Linked DNA regions of Zea mays: region 1 is linked to region 2. A link is a contact called in public Hi-C data. All regions are on one chromosome and are shown on one strand. Each heading gives the region's core, a stretch centred on a gene start, on an enhancer-like site or on the middle of the called end of the contact. The rest is flanking DNA. Distances are from core to core; before and after follow the strand shown. Region 1 holds the start of LOC100273364 (putative protein phosphatase 2C family protein). Region 2 has its middle 66 kb from the start of LOC109944568.

Evidence for each region. Hi-C and Micro-C count contacts between places; a contact is called where the count stands out from the background.
Region 1: a Hi-C map of leaf shows a contact between it and region 2, with 10 times the contacts expected there. The contact joins the promoter of LOC100273364 here to the enhancer-like site in region 2. A contact is called at or near these places in 8 of 25 Hi-C or Micro-C datasets (ear, endosperm, leaf and 1 more) and 1 of 3 datasets of contacts at active chromatin or transcription factors (leaf).

Annotation. Positions count from the first base shown.
Region 1 is chr2:156,948,130-156,955,581 of Zm-B73-REFERENCE-NAM-5.0, reverse strand. LOC100273364 (putative protein phosphatase 2C family protein) reads left to right here and starts at 4,933. Exons shown (of 5, transcript NM_001147803.1): 1 at 4,933-5,144; 2 at 5,444-5,896; 3 at 5,995-6,112; 4 at 6,201-6,424; 5 at 6,788-7,442. The coding sequence starts at 4,962. The coding sequence ends at 7,231. It overlaps LOC103647160 (F-box/LRR-repeat protein 3), which reads left to right. Exons shown (of 8, transcript XM_008671722.4): 1 at 1-684; 2 at 1,155-1,283; 3 at 1,551-1,655; 4 at 1,744-2,137; 5 at 2,213-2,342; 6 at 2,422-2,716; 7 at 2,809-3,060; 8 at 3,441-3,849. The coding sequence ends at 3,500.
Region 2 is chr2:156,796,309-156,802,956 of Zm-B73-REFERENCE-NAM-5.0, reverse strand. No RefSeq gene overlaps it. Among protein-coding and RNA genes, the nearest start is that of LOC109944568, 66 kb to the right of the region's middle. Within about 2 kb of position 5,141, at least 17 of the 20 cell types and tissues checked have an H3K27ac peak or open chromatin away from gene starts, as enhancers often do. A contact at or near this core is called in ear, leaf and tassel, where this site is marked.

The DNA.
Region 1 (7,452 bases), core at 3,684-6,183, 150 kb before region 2:
CACCCCAAGCGCCGCTGCGTCGCCCTCTCCCTTTCTCCGTCCCTCGCGCGCATCCCCGGCGCCCCCACGCCGCCGCTCGACTCGCTGGCCGACGAGCTTCTCTTCCTTGTCCTGGACCGCGTGGCCCAGGCCGACCCGCGGGCGCTCAAGTCCTTCGCGCTGGCCTCCCGCGCCTGCCACGCCGCGGAGTCCAGCCACCGCCGGACGCTCCGCCCGCTCCGCGCGGACCTCCTGCCCGCCGCGCTGGCGCGGTACCCGACCGCGACCCGCCTCGACCTCACCCTCTGCGCGCGCGTCCCCGACGCCGCCCTCGCCTCCGCCGCCGTCTCCGGGTCCTCCTCCGCCCTCCGCGCCGTCGACCTCTCCTGCTCCCGCGGGTTCAGCGCCGCGGGCGTCTCCGAGCTCGCCGTCGCCTGCCCGGGCCTCGTCGACCTCGACCTCTCCAATGGGGTCGACCTCGGGGACGCCGCGGCGGCCGAGGTGGCGCGGGCCAGGGCGCTCCGGAGGCTCTCGCTGGCCCGCTGGAAGCCGCTCACCGACATGGGCCTCGGATGCGTCGCCGTCGGGTGCACGGAGCTGAGGGAGCTCTCGCTCAAGTGGTGCCTTGGGCTCACGGATCTGGGGATCCAGCTCCTCGCCCTCAAGTGCAGGAAGCTCACCAGCCTGGATCTCTCCTACACCATGGTGAGCGTTATTCGGGTTTCTTGGTTTCTCTGTTCGTTTCATGGACACAAAAAAAGAGGCGACGGACGATTCTGTTTTTGTTTCCTTCTAGTATGTTTCTTGATTTGATTTAAGGGGCATCAGGCTCCCTCTTTAATCCACCGGAGCAAAACGGCCTTCAGTTATGGGTTCCTTTGCTAAAGCTGCTACTTTCATCAGTTACTACTTACTAGGCCATCATTCTGATCGATCTAATTTATTCAGCTAGTGTTTAGGGCATTGGACCACTGTGTATAGGTAGTATAATATTCTTGATCTGCAGACGTTCTTATATCTGTAAACATGACAAATCATCGTTGCAACAATGGATCGGCAGAGCAGTACTAGTAGCCAACTCTACTTTCTCTTGCAGCTTCGTGCCTAGTGCGTAGCGACCCCTTATCTTATCGTGCTCGAGTAATAACAAAATGGAAACGTGTCTTCTGTTTTAGATCACAAAGGCTAGCTTGCCTCCCATCATGAAGCTACCCAGTCTTCAAGAGTTGACACTGGTGGGGTGTATTGCGATCGATGATGATGCTCTTGGTAGTCTTGAGAGAGAATGCAGTAAATCACTACAGGTGAGGTGCTTATGGCAATTTGTCGTTTTTATTGATTTGCTTGTTACGAGCAAACACACGTCATGTTCATTTCAAACACTACGGTATTATTTTCTATTTCATCTTACACTCTTAGGTTCTGAACTCTGAAGATGCCTTGTCTCCTTGTCTGAACTCGTTACCTGTACTAAAATATGTATTTTTGATTGGTCACACAAAATAAGTTTTGATAATAGCACAAAGCTCAGCTTATTACTGAACTGAACTTGCATGCTTGCACGGTTGCAGGTGCTTCATATGTCTCAGTGTCAGAATATCACAGGTGTGGGAGTTTCATCCATCCTGAAGTCGGTACCCAATCTATTGGAACTGGAACTTTCATACTGCTGTCCTGTAAGTAGCTAATCATCTGGTCGTGTTATTGTATCACCTTGGCATAACTTGAGCCCTCACAGATTAATTTACATCCTTCATGTATCAGGTCACTCCTTCTATGGTGAGAAGCTTCCAGAAGCTTGCTAAACTTCAGACCCTGAAGCTGGAAGGCTCCAAATTCATGGCCGATGGACTAAAAGCCATTGGAACCTCTTGTGCTTCTTTAAGGGAACTAAGTCTGAGCAAGTCATCTGGAGTGACCGACACAGAACTCTCTTTTGCTGTGTCAAGGCTAAAGAACCTGCTGAAGCTGGACATTACTTGTTGTCGCAATATCACTGATGTTTCACTAGCGGCCATAACTAGTTCATGCTCTTCTCTCATCTCTATGAGGATGGAGTCTTGTAGCCGTGTTTCCAGTGGAGCACTCCAACTGATCGGGAAGCACTGTTCTCGCTTGGAAGAGTTGGACCTTACTGACAGTGATTTGGATGACGAAGGTACTTACTGAACTGGCTACTGAATTATTCTTCCCTGGATGGACCTAAAGCCGACTCTGAATATTTTCTGTGCAGGATTGAAAGCTCTTGCCAGATGCAGCGAACTTTCGAGTCTAAAAATTGGTATTTGCTTGAAGATAAGTGATGAAGGTCTTACCCACATCGGAAGGTCTTGCCCAAAACTCCGCGAGATTGATTTGTACAGGTCATTACTAGACATGCCTTGTTGTTCTCTTTGTTTGGTTGATCTTTGTCAGTAAACTAACTTATATTTTCCGTTTCAGGTGTGGAGGCCTTAGCGATGATGGAATTATTCAAATTGCGCAGAGTTGTCCGATGCTAGAGTCTATCAACCTATCATACTGCACAGAAATAACAGACCGCTCACTGATTTCACTATCAAAATGCTCAAAGCTGAATACTCTGGAGATTCGTGGCTGCCCCAGGGTTTCATCCATCGGGCTCTCAGAAACAGCGATGGGGTGCAGGCTGCTTTCCAAGCTTGATATTAAGAAATGCTTTGGGATTAATGATGCTGGAATGCTTTACCTTTCCCAGTTCTCTCATAGCCTCCGTCAGGTATTGCCCTTCTCTTCTGTAACTGTAACAGGAATCTCGTGGTACAATGTGTGTTCTGCAACTGTGCTGATACCATGTATGTCTCATTACAGATAAACTTGTCATACTGTTCAGTCACCGATATTGGGCTTCTTTCCCTTTCTTGCATATCCGGCCTGCAGAACATGACGATCGTCCATGTAGCGGGTATAACGCCTAATGGCTTGGCAGCTACTCTTATGGTTTGTGGTGGTTTGACGAAAGTGAAGCTTCATGAAGCATTCAGATCCATGATGCTTCCTCACATGATAAAAAATGTTGAGGCACGCGGCTGTGTTTTCCAATGGATTGATAAACCATTCAAGGTATTCTACGGCTCCCCTGGTTGCCTTACACACAGCATTAGACCCTTGTGCTCGCCAACTCGTTCTTGCCTAATTTGCTACTCGAAAACGCTACACACTATTTGTTTCAGAAAAGCTTGGTTCTATTCAGCTGTGTTTTGTGCTGCCAGATCTAAATGCAATGCTGTGTTCTTTTCTGTGCTTTCAGTATATTGTCTATGATTGAAACACACAACCCATGATTTTGCTTATGGATGGTGTTTTTTTCCCTTCAAAAAAAGGCTTAAAGAAGAGCATAGCACAGTTGTCTTGAATCTATTGAGTGGGTTTGTTCTTACAGAGCTATTACAAGGCTGCAAAAGTAAAACAGTGTCTGTCTAATAACTGGTGTGGCATTGTAGGTTGAGGTGGAACCTTGTGATGTATGGAAGCAACAGTCGCAAGACGTGCTTGTACGATGAGAATTGAGTTGACCCTCGAGCATGTGGCTATCGTGGAAATCATGGCATGCATCGTTATGGATGGATGGGTTGTTGGCTGGCAATGTCATCCGCGCAAGTGATTCCTGTGTTTGAGCATAGGTCTTGATGTTGTTGTATACTGGTATAAGCAAGTGATTCCTGTGTCATCCGCAAGTGTATGTATGTCTTGATGTTGTTGTATACTGGTATAGATGAGTAGGTCCCACATTTATTTGGTGAGGTGATCATTTGACAGGAAGTTGCTGTATAGAATACTACCATGTAAAGATGTCGATACGGAAGGGATGAGAAAATGGTTTTGAAATTTAGTACGATATGCCTTTTCCTATGTTCGTTTAGTTTTAATCCGTACTATCTTCTACTGTTTCTATAGTATTTTTGTCTCTATAAATTACAGCTGCAGCAGTCTAAACATCTAGCTTTAATCTGTTGGTTGTTGCATTCATGTTTGTGATCAGCTGGAATGAAGTGGCTTGCATTGCAGGTGTACCTACCCCTGTTTGAAGAAGAGAATTGTAAGGCTACTGATGGTCTCTGCTTTCTAGGAATGAAGTGGCTTTCCTGGTTGCATTGTAGTTGCTGGAGTTTAGTCGAGTTCGATGTGAGTCAGTGTTGGACATGGAACTCGAAGCACAGTGCACGCACATCGTCTGAACTAAAAAGGTAGGCTGAGACATGAATGGCAGGTAGAGGAGAGACATGAATGGCAGGTAGAGGAGAGAGCGAGGCTGCTAGCAGCGTTGCAAACTTGCAATGGACAGGTGGTAGAGAGACAGGGCCATGGCCATGGCCCATGGACAGGCAGCTAGTAGCATTGAAGAAGCCGCTGGCGGCCATGGCCATGGCCCATGGACAGCCAGCTAGTAGCATTGAAGAAGCCGCTGGCAGGAGCGAGTTGGAAGCGACATGGGCGGCGGCCTGCGCGGCGCAGGCATCACGTTGGCGCCGGACACACACACACAAAGGAAGTTGCCAACCACGGGGTAGCTGGTCGATGCTCCCGTCCCGTCCGTGTGACCCCTTGTCCCTTGATGCTCATGAGTAAATGCCCTGCCCTGGGCATCTGCGGTACACGGCCGGGTTGCGTTCCGCCATGGCTCGCCGTTGCGTTGCGCTCAGCGGCTCAGGGCAGGGCTGGGCTGCTTGCATTGCTCGAGCCCTTTTCCTTGCTTCCTCACAAGTTCTCCATCCGTCCTATAAGTAGGAGGAGCTTCATGACAATTTGGTAACACATCCATCTACGTATGTATACAATATTAGAATTTTAAGAATGGCCCGTCGCCATACGCATGCTGCCCTACCCTACCGCTACCGGCCCTGTCATTAAATGCCTCCCACCACGATACGAACCAACCAACGAACCAAACATAAATTCAGCCCACCGCTTCGAGGACAGGACGGAGGGAGCTCACGCGCGAGCAAAGCAAAGCACAAGCAGCAATGGGGATCTGCTGCGGCAAGGCCAAGGCGGCGGCAGGGGAGCCCGACGACGACGAGGGCCTGGGCTTCCCATGGATGCACGACGACCTGTTCCACAGCCACCTGTGGGCCAGCGCCGGCGTCTCCGTGCACACCAAGCAGGGATGGAAGGGCGCCAACCAGGACGCCATGACCGTCTGCCAGGTGATGGCCTCACCCTCCCTCTACTCTCTCTCTCTCTTCCTGCATTAGTTGCAGAGCCTCTGCCTACTAGTTCGCATCTGTGCACATGGCCCATATGCAAGCTGTTCAAGGTGTTGTCGTAGCTTGCATTGCAATGCAGGTTGCAACTTAGCAACTCAACAGCTTGAGAAAAGTGCACCGGATCCATCTTGTATATCCGCTCAGAACTGAAATCTCGCAACCTGAGACTGAGATATGCTAGTGGAAGAGAACAATTAAAAAAAAAACTGATTTCTTTCAGCAAAACTGGCTTCTTTCAGGACTTCGCCGGCCAGAAAGGCCACATCCTCTGCGGAGTGTTCGATGGCCACGGCCCTCGTGGCCGGGAAGTCGCTCGCCACGTCCGCGACACCCTCCCGGTGGAACTAGCCGCCGCTCTGAAGCCGAGAACCGGGGACGAAGATCCCTCCGCCTCGAGCGACGCTTCGAAGCCTAAACCTGACGAAGATGGCTCAGGCGAGAATGGAGAAGATGGCTCAGGCAAGAATGGAGATGCTTCGAGCAACGCCGATTTGGATTCCTTCGACAAGTCAGGAGGTAGCGGCTCGTCCAGCGACGTTACGAGCGACGAGAGCCAGCAGCAGCAGCTGCTGCTGTCCACTTGGAAGAACGTGTTCGTGAGGGCTTTTGAGCAGGTGGACGAGGAGCTGAGGCGGCTTTCAGGAATCGACTGCATCTGTAGCGGCACAACTGCAGTCGCTGCTGTTAGGCAGGTAGGCACTGGTTAACTCTGAACTGGAAACTAGTCTTGTTTCGGTGATCTCGATTGATCTACTTGTCCCTTCATCTGCTTGTCCCCTCATCTGCACAGGGCGATCACTTGATCGTTGCCAATCTGGGCGATTCACGCGCCGTCCTCTGCACCCGGGACAGCAAGGACCGTCTGATCCCTGTCCAGCTCACCACTGACCTGAAGCCGGATCTGCCAAGTGAGCATCCGAGCTCTGTCATTCCACCCGTTGTCGGATCCTGACTGAGATTTTTTGCACCGTGTTCCTGCACGCCGGCCTGCAACAGGTGAGCTCGCGAGGATTCTGAGCTGCAAGGGGAGAGTGTTCGCCATGGACGACGAGCCGGACGTGCCCCGGATGTGGCTGCCGGACCAGGACGCGCCGGGCCTCGCCATGGCGAGGGCGTTCGGTGACTTCTGCCTCAAGAGCCATGGCCTTATCTGCGAACCTCAAGTCTACTGCAGGAAACTGTCCGAGAAAGACGAGTTCTTGGTGCTTGCTACTGACGGGGTAATTAATCTATTGATTTTTTTTAAAAAAAATGAAAATTCATTTATGTGATTGGCAGTTTTAGATTCCTGTCACTCTCAGTCTATCCATTGTCCTTCGTTTCTTAATCAGAAAAATGCTCGCACGCATGCAATTCTGTTCCAAATGAGTGATCTGGGGTGCAGAATAATATAGCATATAGTTCCCTTTCAGATTAGACCCAACGAAAGAAACTGTCAACCAAAACAATGCATGCGTGTCACTGTCTTCTGTTTACTGTAATGAACTCATGGTAGTTTTAGCTGACGATGGCTTGTTTACACAGTTCACGACAGCTCTCATATATATGATTTCCTTATTACCGCCATTCAAAACCTGTTGCAGATTTGGGACGTGCTGTCGAACAAGGAGGTGGTGAAGCTCGTGTCATCGGCGCCTGACCCGTCCAAGGCGGCGAGGCAGCTGATCGACCGGGCGGTCCGAGCGTGGCGGCGCAAGTACCCGACGTCCATGGTGGACGACTGCGCCGTCGTGTGCCTGTACCTGAACCGGCGGGCCTCACCTGCTCCCGTCGAGAGCAGCAGCGGCCTGCTCCCAGTTCCCGACGACGTGAGGCCGGCCGCGCCTTTCACAGGCAGCAGCTTCCGCAGGGCTCTGACGAGCAACGGCCAGGCGGTGTCGGAGGAGGGGACGACGGCGGTGTGGAGAGCGCTGGAGGGGGTGGCGCGGGCCAACTCCGTGATCAGGCTGCCGCGCGTGGGCCGCGTGCTGAGCTGGCGGAGGCGGTCGACCTCGCTGGACGAAGACGACGGCGGCGAGCGGGATTGATGGACTCGGGCGGGGAGGGCATCGGAGGTCGTCGTTTTCATGGCCGGTACACGTAGACGTAGCTAGATTCGTTCGTGCATGGGCCGATGGACGCGAGGTGTAGGATTTGATTGGCCTGTCGCATTCTGGTGTGGCTGTTGCAATGGATGATGCGACATGGACAGGAGTAGCATTTCTTTATCCCTGGCTGATGAATCAGTGAGTGCTTTTCATCCTGCTCG
Region 2 (6,648 bases), core at 3,892-6,391:
AACACAATAATTTTTGCAATGACAGAAATATGGGTGACAGGTACATAGAAGTGGTAGATGCATACTGAGTCGACACCGTGGTAAGGGAAATGCCATGGAGACAGACGATGCCGAGCCATCGAACGGGTACCATAGGCAGCAAATTAGGGACCCCCATCCCTCGCCTCCCCCACTTTCAAGTTTTCGTAGAGCAAGAAGGGAAGGGAAGAGTCGGGCATACCCGTTTGTTGCCGAAGAAGGACATGACAAAGACCTGGGCATTTGGAGGCGACATAGGTAGTATACTGCTAGATACATATAGGGAGAGAGCACACAAGCGGAGAAAGAAACCTAGCCGGAGCAGCTCCAAACCAAGAGGCACTCGCACCAGGCGTCAGTCCGAGAAGGGCAAGAGAATGTGAGTGCCTTCCTAGCCCTGGACCCACCAAGGCGACACAACACCACCAACAACTTTGTAGCATATGTCAACTGCTGCCGCACTACGAGCCTTGGTTGTCCAATATCTCAGACCTGGACTCCTCATCGCCAAGATAACTTAAGAGTGGTAGGTGCCACCGTGTCCTCCTCGGCGGCACGCACGGAGAAAGGTCAGGAGCAAGACCGCGCCCGTACCCGCGTCGACAAGCGTCGGTTGGCTAGTGGCTGCGACCGTGGGCGGGGGCAGTAGGTTGGGGAGGAAGAATAGGGCGAAGGCCGAGAAGACGAACATACGTCCGACGACAGTGAAAACGATAGTGCGCGCATGCTGTGAAATGTCCTCGTGGACGTGCAATAGCCACTACGCTGGTCGGTGTCGAGGCTGGTGTCGAACGAATAAGGGGAGGAGGCGCCTGCCCCCACGCCCTCTGACGAGAATGGGGTGGTGCAGAGGCGGAGGCATGAGAGGAGAGATAAAAGAAGCAGGATGACGAACGAGGTGGCGACAACTGAGGCGAGGACCATCATTATCGTACAGAGGTACAGATGGTCAAATGGGCTATGTCTGACGGGTCGGCCTGAGGCACGGCCCATTTAATAGTGCCCGGGCTAGCTCGGCACGAGCGTCGTGCCGTAGTGCTGGCCCGGCCCGCACGATTATATATTTTTTATTTTACAAAAAATCGTATATACAAATGTACAATTTATATTCAATCTTAAAAACAATTGAGCATGATGTTCTACTGGTTAGACGACTTTATCCAGTGTCTTCCACCCTTTTCCAGAAGGGCGTGGGTTCAAACCTCGCCTCCTGCACCGTTTTTAACATTTTACGCTGATTTAACCAAATGACCCGATGGGCTAACGGGCCAGCTCAGGCCGGAGCTGCGGCCTGCATGCGTCGGGCCTAAAAAAGATGACACAAGACGACTGTTGAAATTGGTGCTTTAATATAGTAGATAGATACATTATAGGGGATTAAATCTTTTGCTAGTCAAATTTCAATAAAAGAGGATTTAATCCGCCTTAATCCCCTTCAATCCGAGTGTAACCAAACATGGCCTGAGTGGGATTCGACGCGCCACCGTACAAAACGAGCGCGCCACCATGCATAAAATAAAAAAAATTGGTTTGCTATGAGTGGGATTCGAACTGAGGTCATAGACATCAAAACCAGTTTCACTAAGGCTATTCTCAATGAGAATTTCGTAGCACCCTTTCCAACACTGTCACATCATCAAAAGTGATATGAAACTATGAATAAAACAATGTCTTTCAATGCAATATTTTACTTCACTATTTCATAGGCTAACATATCAATTAAATGTTGCAACTCAATAGAAAATAAAGTTAGTAAAATATATGAAGATGAAACAAATCACTCTCAATGGAGATCTTACGCGATTTCCAAGACCTTGGAAACAAGTTGACGTAGTTTCATCTCTATGAAACTAATTTCATCCCATAAAACTCAATCCCCTTAAATGCTATGTCATGTCATCAAAAAATCTAATGTGGCACACTATTAAATGTGCATGAAATGTAACACCCTTGGTGTTACGTTAACTAAAACTCTGACATGTCATCATAAGCATTGCATTAACTTGCTTGTTACACTAAGGGTGCATTTACTAGGGTAAAATTTTTCCAAAGTGTGATGGTTGTGTGCTAAAGCATAGGACTTAGGTTAAGAGTTTTGCTTGAACCAAGTAGGTGATGGTCATCTCTTAAGAAAGTGACAAGATGGCTTGGAGTCTTAAGTACTAAAGACAAGTTTTAAAACCTAGATCAACTTTACTTTGAAGTGTTAGTCAAGTGGAAGAAACACTTGAGATATTGGATCAACTTTAAAAACTAAGTCGAGCCAAAGTGAAATAGTGTATAACCAAAACAAACATCTGCTCAACTAATGACACTTTGGACATGAGCTCTATAAACCAAAGCTAGATCTTAAGTCAAAGAATACCTTTGTTTTTTGGAGGAAGGATCAAATTGGTGAAACACTTGGAGAAAGTGAAGAACACGTGAAACCCTAAATTAGCCCCAATAGTGGAATCCTAAATTCAGTAAGGATCTGCTAAAGTCCATATACCAAAGTTGTAGAGCTTGGGAAAGTGAACAACTTTCATATTTGGAGATTTCCAAGTTGTGCAGAGAAATTTTGAGTAATTTGTAAAGCTTCAGTTTGGTTTGAGCTTGAATTCGGCTGAAACCAGTTTCATTTAGCTGTTTTTGGACACTTATAACTTTGAATATGTGCACTTTTGGTTGAATGTTGCTATAACAAATTTGTAGAGTAATTGTTGGAGAACAATCCTTATTAAGTGTACTAGCCCTAAAACTACATGATACCAGGAGAAAAGGTGGTCCAAAGATGGGATGCTAGGTATTGTGTTTTCAGACTTTGCCAAATCATTGCAGCTGAGTTTTTGTGAGATTTATGCAGTTTTGGAGCTCTCTATTTCTCTATCCATAGGGTTATAGGTTATGATCATTATAACAAAATTATAAAGCTACATGAGGAGTATAAGTTTGATTAAGTCACCTAGCCCTAAAGCTATATGAAACTTGGATAAAATCTGGTCCAAATTAGGGTTGGCAGAAATTGTGGATTCCAGACTTAGTAGAGTTCAGAGGCTGAATTTCAGTATTTGGATCCAACTTTGGGCCTTGATGTTTTGGAATCCAGGAGTTATGGTTAATGACCAATATACCAACTTTGTAGAGCAATGATACGAGGACAATTCGTATTAAATGATATAGCCCCAAAACTATATGCTACTAGTAGAAAAGATAGTCCAAAGATTGATTAACAGATTTCTGAATTTTTAGATTGAAAACAGTAACTGGAACTGAATTCAGAGTTTGATAGCAGTTTTGGGAGCTTGTTTGTGACTAATCCCCTAAGGATTTGGGTTGAGGGGTCCATAAAGGGATTGAATAACATATGTTGGTGAAAAACTTTCTTTAAGTGTGTTTGGCATGATCCTATACAAAATGTGGAGAAAAACTTCCCCAAAGTTGGATTATCAGATTGTTGTGGACTTAGTTTATTCAGAGCTGAAAATCTGAACATCAGTGAATGGTACCAAGTTTAGAGCTCTATTGTGACCCATCCTAGTGGTTTTGAACTAAGAATTATTTAGCAAAAGTGTAGAGCAAAGTGAAGTAAATAAGTTTACTAAAGTAAGATAGACATGGTTCTACAGAAATTTGGGAGTAAAATACCTCCAAACCTTCCCTGTCAAACTAGGGGTGGGCTGTATCAGTTCACTAAAAATCTGTTTCAGGGTGTTGTTCAACCAATTTTGGAGCTCTTTAGAATTTAATTCCTGGAGTTATGAGTCCTACTCCATGTAGAAAGGTTGGAGACCATAGTAAGGTGAATAAGTTTTCTAAAGAGAAATGGAGTTGGTGTTACACAAGGTTGGCAGTAATTGGTGTCCTAATTACCCCTGTCAGGCATATGGAATGCATACTGATTCAGTTGTCTGTTATTATGGTTTAGTGAGTTTTTAATCACATTTGGAGCTCTGTGGTAATTACTCCAAGTAGCATTGGGTTAGGGATTCCACTGCAAGATGGGAGACCATATCAAGGACAACAAGTTTGATGCAAAGAGTTGGCTTGCTATTGTAGAGAATTTAGAGAAAATTAAGTGCCAAAACCCTCTGTCAGGCTTAGTGGTGTGCTATTTCAGACTCCAGAAACTGGGTTTTGTGAGTTTTGCTCAACTTTGGGATGTTGTAACTCTTGCTCTGTGGGTCTTTAGTCTAAAAGTGTTATACCATGTTGGAAGACCTATGTGTAAGGAACAAGTTTTATTAACCAAGTTTACCTTGCAGCCATATGGAATTGTGAGATAGCAGGGCTCCAACAGGGAGGCCTGGAACTAGAATGGAGCAGTGAGCAGCGGCAGTTCAATAGAGATAAAAAATATCTGCAGTAAAGATCTGTATCCACTATCGATTCTAGCTACTTCTATGTCAGTTATGGATAGGAATAAGCTTTGCTGAGGGAGAGGAAGTAACATGGGATATGCCTTGCTGCCATGGATAGAGATAAAGTTGTAGTTCAGGGTTAAGGATCTAGAGACTGCTCCACACTACAATATCTAATTTGGACTGTTTGGTGGGGGGGTAAGCAGTAAATTCTTGTTTGTTGGAATGAGCTGGACAGCAGAAAAACCTTGTGACCTTACTCTTCTGAAATATCACACCGTGGATCCCTGTTGTGCTTAGCCACATGTGGAGAATTCAGCCACTCTTTCTCCTGTCTTTATTCACTAGACAAAAGAGGATATTTTGAGTTGTGGAGTCGACCAAGTTTATTGTTTGGGCTGAATTTGTAAACTTGGCTGGAGTTGTACTTGTAAGCCACGTGGGTGTGCATGAAGTGTGCTGGCACCCTGGGACTTTCCCTTCCTCCACTAAATTTTATACAAAGCTCAGGGATACTCGCCTACATGTTCAGCTGCCCTAAAGACTTTATTCTTTGAAGTTCCTCTCTGCCCTTGAGTTCTACTGGGCCGAGATCCTCACTTTTCTTTTTGTTTTCATTTTTTATTCCCATTTCGGCCGAGCGATAAGGAGAGAAAAGAAAAAAGGAAACATACCTGGGCCGAGATCCTCACTTTTAGCCCATCTCCACTTCACTCACTTGCACAGGTCCAATATTTTTTTCTTTCTCTCTCCTTACGGCACGACCTAGTCTCGACATTGGGCGCCGACATGTGGGCCTGTCGGGTCAGTCACTCAGCCGCTCGACCATGCCACTGTCATGTGGGGTCCGACTGTCATAACCATCTCCTTTCTCGAGGTTTGTCTCAAAAGATCCGCTGTTCTCACGTGGGCATCGTAACAAACGTCGCCTAGAATCCAGGGCCGCTTCAACGCCTGGACCTCACCTTGGTGCTACTTAGGCTGAGTCCAGTGCACAGCCTCCCTCTCGCCCCTGCCACGTCAGCTCTCGCCTCCACTCTCGCCTCTGCTGCTCCAGTGCACAGGCTGCAGCAGGCTACAGCCTCAGGCTATAGCCACATCAACTTTTCTATTTCAGAATTAAGTAATTCACGCGGATTTATTTCAACGCTCAGAAAACACACAACATAATATTTTTTATTGAATTAAAAATTACAAATTGCGTAATAATTAAAATAAAATTACATGACGATTTAAAAATTACAAACGCTCAGAAACTCCTAGGTGGACCAACTGGAATGTGCCAACTCACTCTCGCCTCGCGCTCTCGCCCACCGCGCCAGCGCGTCGCCCCGCTCCCGCCCTCCTCTCGCCCGAGCACGCTCTCCAGTGCAGGCGAGAGCGAGGCGACAGGCACGATGTCGCCGGGCGATGCGGCCATCGCCCGCTCCCGCTCTCCCGCCCCTCTCCCGTCCCACTCTCGCCCCCGTACGCTCCTCTCGCTCGTGCTTCCCGCCTGCACTGGCACCAGCCTTAATGTTGTGGCCCGTGCCCCCCTGATCACCCACCCAGCCATCATGCTGGTGCAACCGCGTTGGCCGCCACCGCAGGTAACTCTCGCCTGCACCTCCATTTAAGGGCCAATGGGGGATCGGGCAGCGTCACCAACATGTAGAGATAATTGCATATTTAGGACTCTAAACATTACGCTTTGCACAAATGCCATTCGAAAGATTTTCTTCGTAAAAAGGGACTATAAATATATTCTAATTGATTATACTACCATTTGATGTGTATTATTCCTTTTTATAATTTGTTTCCATGTATTTATCATCTAAGAGTCAAAATTGCCCCTGCCCTGGGTTTCTACTTTCAATCGTTCGTCTCTATCTCCTAGTTCAACTGTGTTTCTCTCACCTCTTCTCTCGCCGAGCCCGGCGGACGCGCGTGGACTGCTCCTCTGTGGCGAAGTCCGGTGCGGTGGTGGCCGTCGCGCAGTGACCATCAAAACCATGGTCGATGGTCTGAGCAAGCTTGCCCACCAGCAAGAGGAATGCATTGGAGGAAGAGCTTGAGCGCTCCCTCGTTCAGCTTGACCTCTGCGGCGCTGCGTACAGGAGACTAACAAGAACAGCGATATCTCAGCGATAGAATGAGAGAAGGGCAAATCTGTCTAGTGGAGAAGAGAATACACGTAAAAAAATACAAAAGGGAGGAAATACGGTAAATGATGTCTTTATCAATTAGAAGACGTTTGTAGACCCATTTTTGCGAGACAGTTATTTAAAATGGTATTATTGCGAAGCGTCAC